Linked DNA regions of Mus musculus: region 1 is linked to region 2. A link is a contact called in public Hi-C data. All regions are on one chromosome and are shown on one strand. The core of a region is the stretch at or near the end of the contact, and the rest is flanking DNA. Distances in the headings are between cores, read along the strand shown.

Region 1 (6,712 bases), core at 926-3,425, 270 kb before region 2:
AAAATGTGGGTTTCCTTACATTTCTGTTGCACAAGACTGGTTCTAAAAATAGTCCAGTTTTGTATCCAGACTGTGTTTCCCGAGTTAAAAACTGTTTCTGAGGGGCTGGAAAGAAGGCTTAACGTGAGAGCACTTGCTGCTCTTGCAGAAGACTTGGGTTTGAGTCTCAGGATCCATATTGTGGCTCACAGCCATCTGTAACTCCAGTTTCCTGGAACCGACAGCCCCGCTCCGACCTCCTATGACACCAGGCATACTGTAGAGAAAACACTTATACACAAAAAGTAAAATAAATCTATTTTCTTATTATTTCTGAGGGGCTGGAGAGGTTGCTCAATAGTTACATAACGCTGGCTGCCCAGTCTGGAGAATCCACATTAGGAACCCTCCCACATTCAGTGGCTCACACCTGCCTATAATTCTAGCTCTCGGGTATCTAACATCCTCTTCTGGCCTCCAGAGGTTCACACAGACGTCCACACAGACACACAGACAGCCTCGTGCACACACACTAATAAAAAACAGTTTTTTTAAATTACTAATAAAAAAACTTTCTATGAGATATTATTTTAGTTGGTGTCTTATTTAGAATGGAAATGCATTTTGAAATCATAGTATCAGCTTGGTTATTCTGGTCTAACATTCAATCTCTGAGATATGTAGTAGTTGATTAAAAAAGAAAAAAAAAAACTGCTTGTTTTCCTTGGCCTTCCAAAGAATTTCTCTCTCGAAGAGTGTTAACACAGGCTTGAGTCCTCCAGTTTCTTGGAAGTCTATGGAACAAGAGGGTAACCAATCATGATCACAGCCTTTTTGTGAATAAGAATGTTCTAATACATGGTTTTGGCCAGCACCTTGTTCATGTAAGACAGTTAACTCCGAAAATGAGAGCTTTGAATACCCCCAATGGATTTCGGAAGATTATACTGACCATAAGATTAGGATACTTCCACGATCATCTTTATTGTCAATCATTTCTCCAGTTTTGAAATATTTCCTATACTTATTTATTTGCAGGTGTATATGTTTATGTGAATGTATCTCACACGTTTGCAAATGCATGGAGACCAGAAGGGGACTCTGGATTCCCTGGAGCTGGGGTTACAGATGGTGCGGAGAACTGAACTCATGTCCTCCAGAAGGGCAGCAAGCACTCTTTACCACTGAGCCATCGCTTCAGCCCCTTTACTTTCAATCTTTCTCGGGATGGAAGGCATTGCAGGGAGGAACCGCTGGCTCGAACTTACCTGTACGTTATAATCCCCTTCACAGTGCCCCTCAGCCCACACTGGTGCAGTTAAGCCTTTGCCAAGGAGACTCAAACATTTGTCATACAAAACCATATCTGATGATCAGTGAGATGCCGTGTAGTCAAACTGCCTGCCTTCCAATCACGGCCTCCATGAGGCTTAAATAAAAGTGAATGAAAACCACTTAAAAGAAGGCAGGCACGAGCGAATTCTATAACTGCTACTAACTAACAAGTTTTGTTGTTGTTGTTTTGTTTGTTTTTGAGACGGGGTCTCCCTTTGTGCCTCTAACTGGCCTGGAACTCACTATGTAGACCACCATGCGAGAAAGCTAACAGCTTTCAAAATATCCCTTCCACACAAACCCACTTCACAAGTATTCTTTTGTTTGTTTTGGTTTGGGGGTTTGTTTTTTTAGGCACTGTAGCCTAGGCTGGCCTCCAACTAACCACCAACAGCTGTTCTCCTGTTTCTGCCGCCTGAGTCCCGGCATCACAACTATCACACCCAATTCTTTGACGTCTACGTAGCTACCTTCTCACAAGAAGGAAAAAACACAGCAGAGAGGAATGCACATCTGCCCCTTGAAGTTATCTTCTTTCTTGTGTCTCTGTCTTCAGAATCTTACTATACAGAGACTAGGAGCCATGTCTTGTTCCTGTCTAGCCCTGGTACCCACCTCCCAGCGAAGCTGACTGGCAGTCCGTTTGGGCACCATCCCTGAGAGACTAGCTGTCACTTACAGGAGGACACGGAGAGACCCACTCATCACACCCCGCCCCCACACCCGCTGACATGTCTCAATCTTTAATCCTGGAATCTTCCACCCGTGACGTGATTATCCCAGGTCTGCGCACGGCGCATGCGGACGACTGCGTCGTGCGTCCGCCAGGGGGTGGCAGTGTGCGCCCTGCGTCAGAGCGCATGCCCCGCTCCGTGACCGTGACCGTGGCCGTGACTGAGGGCTGCGCGGAGGCAGCGGAGCAGCGGGAGCAATGGGGGAGGAGGCGACGGCGGTGGCAGCGGCTGGGGTGCGGCCCGAGCTGGTGCGGGAGGCGGAGGTCAGCCTGCTGGAGTGCAAGGTGTGCTTCGAGAGGTTCGGCCACTGGCAGCAGCGGCGCCCGCGCAACCTGCCCTGCGGCCACGTGGTCTGCTTGGCCTGTGTCGCCGCTCTCGCGCACCCGCGGACGCTGGGCCTCGAGTGTCCCTTCTGCCGGCGGGCCTGCCGAGCCTGTGACACCAGCGATTGCCTGCCGGTGCTGCACCTCCTGGAGCTCCTGGGCTCCACCCTCCACGCGTCCCCGGCTGCCCTCAGCGCCGCCCCCTTCGCGCCGGGGACTCTCACCTGCTACCACGCCTTCGGCGGGTGGGGGACCCTAGTGAACCCCACAGGGCTTGCACTGTGCCCCAAGACCGGACGGGTAGTGGTCGTGCACGACGGGAAGAGACGGGTCAAGATCTTTGACTCCGGAGGAGGAGGTGCACACCAGTTTGGAGAAAAGGGGGACGCAGCGCACGACGTGAAGTACCCACTGGATGTCGCCGTCACCAACGACTGCCATGTGGTTGTCACCGACGCTGGCGACTGCTCCCTCAAAGTGTTTGATTTCTTTGGCCAGATCAAGCTGGTTGTGGGAAAGCAGTTTTCCCTGCCTTGGGGTGTGGAGATCACCCCTCACAATGGGGTCCTGGTGACTGATGCAGAGGCAGGGACTTTGCACCTGCTGGAAGCGGATTTCCCTGAAGGGGTCCTTCGGAGGATTGAGAGGTTGCAAGCTCACCTATGCAGTCCCCGTGGGTTGGCAGTGTCATGGCTCACGGGGGCCATCGCGGTCCTAGAGCATCCTTGTGCCTTTGGGAGGACTGGCTGTAACAACACAAGGGTGAAGGTGTTCAACTCCACTATGCAGCTGATTGGCCAGGTGGATAGCTTCGGGCTGAACCTCCTCTTCCCCTCCAAAGTAACTGCCTCTGCTGTGACCTTCGATCACCAAGGAAACGTGATTGTTGCTGACACCTCTGGTCCAGCCATCGTCTGCTTGGGGAAACCCGAAGAATTCCCAGCCCTGAAGCCTATAATCACTCACGGCCTCTCCCGTCCTGTGGCACTGGCCTTCACCAAGGAGAATTCTCTTCTTGTGCTGGATACTGCATCCCATTCTATAAAAGTCTTTAAAGTGATGGAGGGCAACGGAGGGTGATGGGGATCCTGAAGCCAGGAGTCAGAAATCTTGGTGTCATTGGGAGTGAATTGGTCTCACCCATCCATCCAGACAGAAGTAATGGTAACTGAATGGCAAAAGCAGTTACTAAGGCAGTTTTAAAAGACTAATAATTAAATTTGTCATTCGGTGAATGCCTGTTCCCGTGTTAAGAAATTTGCAGATCTTAGCCTGTTTGCTTCTTAACACACAGCGATGTTAATTCCTATTATCCGTCCACTTGGGAGATGAGAAGACAGACCCAGAGCATTCAGTATGGTTTCTTTAGAGTTGTATTCACTGGGACAGTTGAATTCAGTTCTGGCTCCAAACCACTTGCTCTTAGATATGATGTTAGATGTCGTCAACAACAACAAAAACTGTGAGCTGTGTCTTATGTATGTATGTTCTCCTTACAAGTGGGTAACTGGTAAAGTGCACAAAGACAAGAAAGGGGTCTTCATGGGGATTTTAGGAGAAAAGGGAAGTTGTCCATCACCTTCAGCTGTGAGCTCCCCCAAAGGTAGAGTAGATAGCTTATTACCAGTTCCAAGATTTGAACAAGAAACAAAGTTGAGCTCTTTCCTTATAAGGCAAAGGCTGCCAGGATGATAGTGTGTGCCAGAACTCCAAATCCTGAGAAGTGGAGGCAGGAAGTTCAATGCAATCTGCAGCTTAGCTACCTAGTAATTTTGAGGCTAAGCTGGACTAGTGTGTTCTCTCTCTCTCCCTCTCTTTCTCTCCCTCTCTCCCCCTCTTTCTTCTTCCTCTATGGGCACTGGGAACTATCCCGCAGTGATAATTTGAGAAAAATCTGCAGAGCCACTGCCTGCTAGCGTCATGGGCATATGAGACTCGTGTTAATTAGATCTTGCCCCAGCACATTGATGGCAGAAGTGATTTTGTTTGGTGTGGTAAATCTCTGACGCCTGAAGCACTTTGTGATGGAGGCTTTTCTCTGTGTAATTTGAAATGTGATTCAAACACTGTACTTAATAAACAGTCTTCGTCCTTTTAGAGTGCTGGAAACGTGTCTTGAATGGAAGCACAGCCTTGACAATGTAAGGGCTCCTCAGTGCTGTAATTGAGGGGAGGAGTGGAGAATATTTGGGGTGAAATGCTGATCCTCTCTATTTTTTTTTAAGCAAGCACAAAAATCTTTGAGTTCAGGGATGTTGGAATTATACCAAATAACTTACACCTCTGGGGCAGCATGAAAATGTTTTCTGGGGATGCTTTTGAGAGGTGAGAGTTTGCTTTAGATAAGAACTAATGTTGTGTCAACAAAATGATATCCTTTTATACAAAGAGGCTGTTTGGGGACAAGGTCTTGTACATCTTGGACCGACCTTGAACATGCTCTGAAGCTAAGCCTGACCTTCACTTCTGATCCTCCTGCATCCATCTCCCAAGTGCAGAATTAAAGTCAAGTACCACAACACCAAGGGTTCTGTGGTGCTGGAGGTAGGTAGAACCCAGGGCGTCATACATGCTAAGTAAGTGTTCTACCAACTGAGTTACAGCTAGCTCTACAAAGATTTATTTTATTTTTTATTTATTTATTTATTTATAGACAGGGTTTCTCTGTGTAGCCCTGGCTGTCCTGGACTCACTTGTAGACCAGGCTGCCCTTGAAAATTCAAGAGATCCGCCTGCCTTCTGCCTCTCCTGCCTCCTCTGCCTCCTGCTTCCTCTGCCTTCTGCCTCTGTAGCACTGAGATTGAAGGCACACACCACACTCAGCCCCTATGGTTTTAATAGAGACACTCACTGAAGTATGACTGAAAGTGTCTTCCAAAGGATACGAATGCTGACATCAGGAGCCCAAGGTGAAGGCCTAGCTGCCATGCCATCCCATTAAAGCCTGTGTTTCTTTTTAAATTATTACATACATTTATTATTTATTGTATGTATGTTCACACATGTGCCTGTGTGCATGTACACATGCCATCATGTGTCGAGGTCAGAGGACAGCTTGAGTGACACGCCTGTTCTCGTCTGCTACCATCTGGGTCTAGGGTACTTAACTCACATCATCAGGCTCTGTGGCAAGCATCTTCACTCCCGAAACATCTCCTCCCCTGCCCACACTGTTGCTTTAACTGATTCCATCCCAGAACATCAATAGTAACATTTTGGGCACTGCTCAACACCACTGGTCCTCTAACAGGAAGCCCAGTGGTTGAATTCTTCTCCCTCATCCCGATGCCCTCGGCTGGGCATTGTAGCACACACCTAAATCCTAGCACTATGAGACCAACCTACATAGTTAGAGCCTGCCTCAAAAAAAAAAAAAAAAAGTCAGATAAATTATCACCATAGACCAGTAACTTTACAGCTATTTTAAATATGTAACAGCAAAACTTAGATAGCAACTGTGGATTGATCTTACAGTGTTTTATTTCAGAACCATTACATTTGGATAATGTTAGTGTCTGTTGACCCAATTCAAAGATTTGAGGGGGGCAGGGCCTGCACGCTTGCGCGAAGGACTGGGCAGCGGTTGCCGCGCCCCTCCCCCGCGCGGCACTCAGTGCCAGGCGGGAGGCGGCAGCGGATGGATGGAGGCTTCTCGGGGCTTTGCAGCAGGGACTTCGGTGGCGCCTCAGGCACCCGGGCTCTGACACGATGCGGCGAGTGGTGCGGCAGAGCAAGTTCCGGCATGTCTTTGGACAGGCGGTGAAGAATGATCAGTGCTATGATGACATCCGCGTCTCCCGAGTCACCTGGGACAGTTCCTTTTGCGCCATCAACCCCAGATTCGTGGCCATCATCATAGAAGCAAGTAGGGGAGGGGCCTTCCTGATGCTCCCTCTGCACAAGACGGGACAAATTGACAAATCCTACCCTACAGTGTGTGGCCACACAGGACCAGTGCTGGACATAGACTGGTGTCCACATAACGATCAGGTTATCGCCAGCGGCTCAGAGGCCTGCATTGTTATGGTTTGGCAGATCCCAGAAAATGGACTGACCCTTTCCCTGACTGAGCCTGTGGTGATTCTAGAAGGCCACTCAAAAAGAGTTGGCATCGTGGCCTGGCACCCGACGGCCCACATTGTGCTTCTCAGTGCAGGCTGTGATAATGTCATTATCATCTGGAACGTGGGGACAGGGGAAGCCCTCATCAACTTGGATGATATGCATTCAGACATGATTTACAACGAGAGCTGGAGCTGTAACGGTAGTCTCATCTGCACAGCATCCAAAGACAAGAAAATGAGAGTCATTGACCCCAGGAAACAGGAGATGGCGGTGGAG
Region 2 (6,242 bases), core at 664-3,163:
CTCAGAACACTAAGGAGACAACTAACCACGTATTTATGTGATTAAACTGTATTTAAAACGTAAAGCTTTGGGATAGAGAGATGGCTCAGGGGTTAAGAGCACTGACTGCTCTTCCGAAGGTCCTGAGTTCAAATCCCAGCAACCAGCCGGGCATGGTGGCACACACCTTTAATCCCAGCACTCCGGAGGCAGAGGCAGGTGGATCTCTGAGTTTGAGGCCAGCCTGGTCTACAGAGTGAGTTCCAGGACAGCCAGGGCTACACAGAAAAACCCTGTCTCGAAACAAAACAAAACAAAACAAAACAAAACAAAACAAACACCACCAACAAGAACAACAACAATAAAACAAATCCCAACAACCACAGGGTGGCTCACAACCATCCATAACAAGATCTGACGCTCTCTTCTGGAGTATCTGAAGACAGCTACAGTGTACTTACATATAATAAATAAATAAATCTTAAAAAAAAAGTGGGGGGGAGAGTATGGGGAACTTCTGGGATAGCATTGGAAATGTAAACGAAGAAAATACCTAATCAAAATTTTTTAAAAAGTAAAGCTTTCTGGCTGTATAATGAAAGGGTCTTGAAAGAAGATGTGATTGAGCAAGAATTCTTACTGCCTTTTGGACTCAACAAGAGTATGATTCTGGCACACAATTGGATAAGAAACGTTTCTGCTGTTTCAGCCCAAGCTTCCTATAGTATCGGTGACACGCATCTTTCTGTAACATACAGCTCATCTCCCAGACTAAGATCCAAGAAGAAGAAGCTAAAGCATCCATAGTGTCACATGTGCATAATCTTGGAGCTTGGGAAGCAGGGGCAGGGGATCACAGCAACTTTAGAGTCACCCAGGACTGCGTAGGAAGACATCTCCAAACCAAACCCTACTAAATCTGCAATATACACAGTTCGTGTCAGGTTTTTGCCTAGCCAAAAGAAAGCCAGCCAGTTCCAACAGCAAGAGCACCTTCAGCAGAGGTCCAAAGCTTACCCTCCCCTCTTGCCCGTAGGGAGACAAATCCAGGTGTCAGGAAAGAGCAGGGGCACATCTGCCCTTCCGTAGAGCCGGGGCCTGAGTGAAAGCAAAAGCCCAAAGATTAAATTGAACCTGCTTGTCCTTGTCTCTAATCCTCTGAGAGCAGGGAAAGGGGAGTAGAGGTTTGAGATCCAATTGTTTCCGGAGTAAGACGTGTACAGGTGTGATCTAACTTCTTTACACACATGCTAGTGCGCACACCCTCAGATCTGAGACTACCACTGTGTGTTCTTGGTAAAACAATTCTTTCCCACCTGGAGGTTCAGTGGCTGCTTGTATCCTTGCAGACTGTCCTCATGTAGAAGACTGTAGGTTCCAGAGTCCAGGCTGTGCCTCAGTCATTATAACCGGAACCACAGGCAATAGCTGCCATCTTGGAGGGAATCTCATGCTAGGAACGGAACTCTGGGATACTAATTAATAGAAAAATTGTATTGTATATAGAATATTGTATTGATGGGGAAAAAATCCAGCTCTCATCTTAAAGGGAATAAGGGATAGTGTATTCTGGAGCCATTTGAGTGACTGTGGCCTGGGAGCACAGATTTAGATTACCCCAAATCCCATGTTCCAGCCTGAAAGTCCTTTTGTGAAGTTTTACAGAACAGAGAAAGCTATCAATCAAGGTAAGTTTAAAATACTTTAGTGAGTGAACCAAAGAGTCAGGTACAGCAAGATGGGGGAGCTTTTCTGTCAATGCAAGGTGCTCTCCGATGACATTCTTAGCTTCTGGGAGGGTAGACGCCAGTGGTCTGTTAATAGATTTCTAGAAAGTTTTCTGTTAGTCACGGGATGTTGGTTCAGACTCAGAGGTGGACAAGGACTGCCTGTGCCAGAGGGCTATCACTAGCCCGAGATAAGGCAACTAGCCTTTGGCCTGGCCTTAGGAATGTTGGTAACTGCAACATTCCTAAAATTCTGATCAGTCATCCAGTCTCTGTAGGCACAGCTTCTTTAGGAATTCTCACCCGAGCTTGTAAGAAGTAAAGGTTAAAAAGGGGAGTTCCGAAAGAGTTTCTGAGAAACGATATAAGCACCTTGGCGATTAAAAACTTGGTTTGGCGTTAGACAGAGCTCATGGAGTCTTGTGGAAGAGTCGGGGGATGGACTGAGGACCTGAAGGGACAGGGACTCCACAGGAAGAACAACAGAGTCAACTACCCTGGACCCTTGGGGGGCTCCCAGAGACTGAACCACCAACCAAAGAGAATACATGGGCTGGACCTACACCCCCTCCCACACACACACATATGTAGCAGATGTACAGCTTGGTCTTCATGTGGGTCCCCCAACAACTGGAACAGGGTCTGTTCCTCACTCTGTTGCCTGCCTGTAGATCCTGTTTCTCCTAATGGGGCTGCTTTGTGTGGCCTCAGTGGGAAAGGATGTGCCTAGTCCTGCAATGAAATGAGTGCCAGAGAGGGCCTCCCCCTTCTCAGAGGAGGAGGGGAGGGGAGGATGGAGAAAGGAACTGGGAGTATGGGCTGGGAGGAAAGGGGTGGGCTGTGGTCAGGATGTTAAGTGAATTTTTAAGAAGTTGGGTTTGGTTTATCATAATATTAACCAACTGACCTTACAGTACCCCTAATTCCTTGAATTGTTTAGATTTTTGTTTGTTTGTTTGTTTGTTTGATACAGGGTCTCCCTATGTAGTCCTGGTTGTCCTGGAACTCACAGATCCTCCCACATCTCTCTCCCCTGGGATTAAAGATTTGAACACCTGGAAATGGTGTGCATGACAGTTTAAGCAGTTATTTGGAGGGTCATCTCCTGAACCCCTGCCCAAATCAAGTTGTGGAGATATTGGTTTCCTTTTTATATTTATATGTGTTTGTGTCTGCATGTATGCCACAGTCTATGTGTGGAAGTCTGAGAACAGCTTGTGGGAGGTCACTTTTCTCCTTCTACCCCGGGTGTTCTGGGTTCAAGCGCAGGTCCTCAGTCTTGGTGACAAATGCCTTTACACACCGAGCCTGCTTACTTGCCTGAGATTTTCCTGAAAACGAGCCAGGCACGATGGCTTGTGCTTGTAATACTCACACTGAGATGCTGAGGTAGAAAGAGCGCCGTGAGTTGTCAGCCTGGGATACACATGAGCCTCGGGAGAGCTAGGGCTACAGAATGAGACCTTGTTTTAAGTGACAAGAGACAAGTGACAAGCTGGTGTGTGCCAGCTATGGTGGCACACACCTTTCATCTCAGCACTCAGGCACAGGCAGGCTGATCTCTGAGTTTGAGGCCAGCTTGGTCTACTGAGCACATTCCAGGACAGCTAGGGTAGGCTACATAGAGAAACCCTTTCTCAAAGACAAGAATGGGGTGTGGGGAGGGGGATTGCATCACTGATATCCTAGTCCAGTAGGAAGTTTGAGGATTGATAGATCTAATTTCCTGGAGTCTTTTTGTTTGTTTGCTTGCTTTTTTGTGGGTTTCTCTGTGTAGCCCTGGCTGTCTCAGAACATGCCCCATAGACCAAGCTGGCCTCAAATGCAGAGGTGCTTCTGCCTCTCTGCCTCTCCTCTGCCTCTCTGCCTCTGCCTCTGCCTCAAGTGCTGGGATTAAAGGTGTGTGCCACCATTGCCTGCCCCGTTTCCTGGATTTATAATCATTGTTTTAAGTGAACAAATAAAGCTACAGGCCTATGTGATTGGTTAAACTAACCCTCCCTCATTGAATCTGCATGATCTATGCGGCCTGTGGTTAACTGCAAATAAGACAAGCTTGCTTAGTTAACACCAGAGTTAGAATATTGAGCTACAAGTGCCAAGCTGAGAGAAACTGCCCAGTAATGGAGGATGTGAAAGCTAACTTCCCTACCACTTGATCTCTGGGCTATCTTGATAGGATATGCCAATTTACCCACATTTTCTGCTAGTCCATGTGTGTGCTGTGTTATATACATTTGTAACCACTGTAGAATATTAGTGAATTATCCTTAGGTTATTGGCTCGATGTAACAATTAACATCATCTTACACTACTTATTTTGTGTTTGAAACAAGGTTTCATGTACCTAGGCTGCCTCCAAACTCACTGTGAAGCCACGGATGGTCTTGATCTTCTCTGATCCTCCTGCCTCCACCCACCAAGTGCTGGACTTATGGGCATATCCCACCACCTCCTGCGCTTCAGGTGCTGGAGCTCAAAGCCAGGGCATCATGCGTAGTGCAAACACTCGATTCTCAACCCAGCCTCATCTTACACAGTTTTTATAGATCTAGAATTCAGAGATCTGTAAGTCTGAGAAGTTCTGAGTCCAGTACCTCCCGAGGTTACGATTGACATTAGTTTTCTGGAGGAATGTGTAGGAGGAGGAGGATCTACTTTTAGAATGGTCCACCCACGTGGCTGGCAAGCTGTGTTTCCTCACCATGCAGACCTCTGCCTAGTGCTTAGGTGTCCTCACACCACAGAGGTGACTTCAGCACAATGACTGAGTAGCTTAAGAGAGTACACAGAAGTCTAGGGTGCCTTTTGTGACCTTATGTTAGAAGGCACATGTGGTGGTTTGGATATGCCCAGGGAGTGGCACTATTAGGAGGCCCTGTAGAAGTAGGTGTGGCCTTGTTGGAGTAGGTGTGTCACTGTGGGCGTGGGCTTTAAGACCCTCATCCTAGCTGCCTGGGAGTCAGTCTTCTACTAACAGCCTTCAGATGAAGATGTAGAACTTTCAGCTCCTCCTGCACCATGCCTGCCTAGATGCTGCCATGTTCCTGCCTTGATGATAATGGACTGAACCTCTGAACCTGTAAGCCAGCCCCAATTAAATGTTGTCCTTATAAGAGTTGCCTTAGTCATGGTGTCTGTTCACAGCAGTAAAATCCTAACTAATGGGCTGGAGAGATGGCTCAGCGGGTAAGAGCACTGACTGCTCTTCTGAAAACCCTGAGTTCAAATCCCAGAAACCACATGGTGGCTCACAACCATCCGTAATGAGATCTGATGCCCTCTTCTGGTGTGTCTGAAGACAGCTACAGTGTACTTATATATAATAATAAATAATATAATAATAAATAAATCTTTAAAAAAAATCCTAACTAAGATAGCATATGTCCAAGACAGTCCTGATTAGAAGTAAGATTCTTAGGTCTGTCTCTGCTGATGGGGAAGACTAGTGGACTCTTCCTTTTGAAGACTGTAAAGAACCTGGAGACATTTTATTATATGTAAGTACACTGTAGCTGTCTTCAGACACTCCAGAAGAGGGCGTCAGATCTTGTTACAGATGGTTGTGAGCCACCATGTGGTTGCTGGGATTTGAACTCCGGACCTTCGGAAGAGCAGTCGGGTGCTCTTACCCACTGAGCCATCTCACCAGCCCCCCTGGAGACATTTTAAAGCCACCATCTACAACACTCAGGGTTGCCCTCTGGCATGTACATACAAACACATACAGACACACAGACACAAACACAGAGAGAGACAGAGGCAGAAAGATACAGAGAAAGACAGAAAGGAGAGACAGAGAGACACACAGAGAAAGATAGAGAGAAGAGACAGAGAGATACTGAAAGAAGAGAGACAGACAGAAAGACACACACACACACACACACACACACACACACACACACAGAGAGAGAGAGAGAGAGAGAGAGAGAGAGAGAGAGAGAGAGAGAGAGAGAGAGAGGCCTAAAACAGCACAGTTTTTAACCAAGAGCTCACTGGGTGAGATCTACTGATAAAATCTCGTGGAAGTGAAAATCCCTGGAGGCTAGAGGTACCCCCGGCTCACCAGGGAGTAGTAGTAGTAGCCCAAAGTGGACTGTCTGGTGTGACCTTCTTTTGTCCTGTTAGCAACAGGGTTTATACATACACACACCCCACCAACAGCAACAGGATCAAACATCTCCATCTCCAGGTGGAATAAAGCTCAATCAACATGCCTTTTACTTAGAGGGGAAGTGCAGAGACCCATCCGCAGGTCCAGGGCTGGCCTAAGAGAGCTCCATCACTCCTTTCAACCTGTCAAGTCCACAATTTCTTTAGTACCTCCTTCATCTCTATACTAAGCTTTCAGAGAAATAAAAGCCACGGCACTCCACTTAGGAGGACGCTCTTTATTTATAACATGCAGGAGAGTGCTCTGTAGACAGCCGGCATCAGTTCCAACACTTCCTGATCAATCAATCATCTTGCCAGAGGCACTGGCACTTTATCTGTGTTAAAGGAAAAGATGAGGCACAAGCCTAGAGCCAAATAGTT

What was found. Hi-C and Micro-C count contacts between places; a contact is called where the count stands out from the background.
Region 1: a contact with region 2 is called in a Hi-C map of rod photoreceptor, with 2.0 times the contacts expected there. The contact joins the promoter of Nhlrc1 here to the enhancer-like site in region 2. A contact is called at or near these places in 4 of 39 promoter capture datasets (cranial neural crest, embryonic stem cells, frontonasal cranial neural crest and 1 more), 6 of 484 Hi-C or Micro-C datasets (Th1 cells, embryonic stem cells, hematopoietic stem and progenitor cells and 2 more), 5 of 115 datasets of contacts at active chromatin or transcription factors (acute myeloid leukemia, embryonic hindbrain, embryonic stem cells and 2 more) and 3 of 9 other capture datasets (adipose tissue, embryonic stem cells and pancreatic islet).

What each region holds. Positions count from the first base shown.
Region 1 is chr13:47,010,313-47,017,024 of GRCm38.p6, reverse strand. It overlaps Nhlrc1 (NHL repeat containing 1), which reads left to right and starts at 2,175. Exons shown (of 1, transcript NM_175340.4): 1 at 2,175-4,468. The coding sequence starts at 2,246. The coding sequence ends at 3,451. It also overlaps the pseudogene Gm5790.
Region 2 is chr13:46,740,857-46,747,098 of GRCm38.p6, reverse strand. No RefSeq gene overlaps it. Among named protein-coding and RNA genes, the nearest start is that of Nup153, 16 kb to the right of the region's middle. Within about 2 kb of position 1,913, at least 14 of the 459 cell types and tissues checked have an H3K27ac peak or open chromatin away from gene starts, as enhancers often do. A contact at or near this core is called in rod photoreceptor, where this site is marked.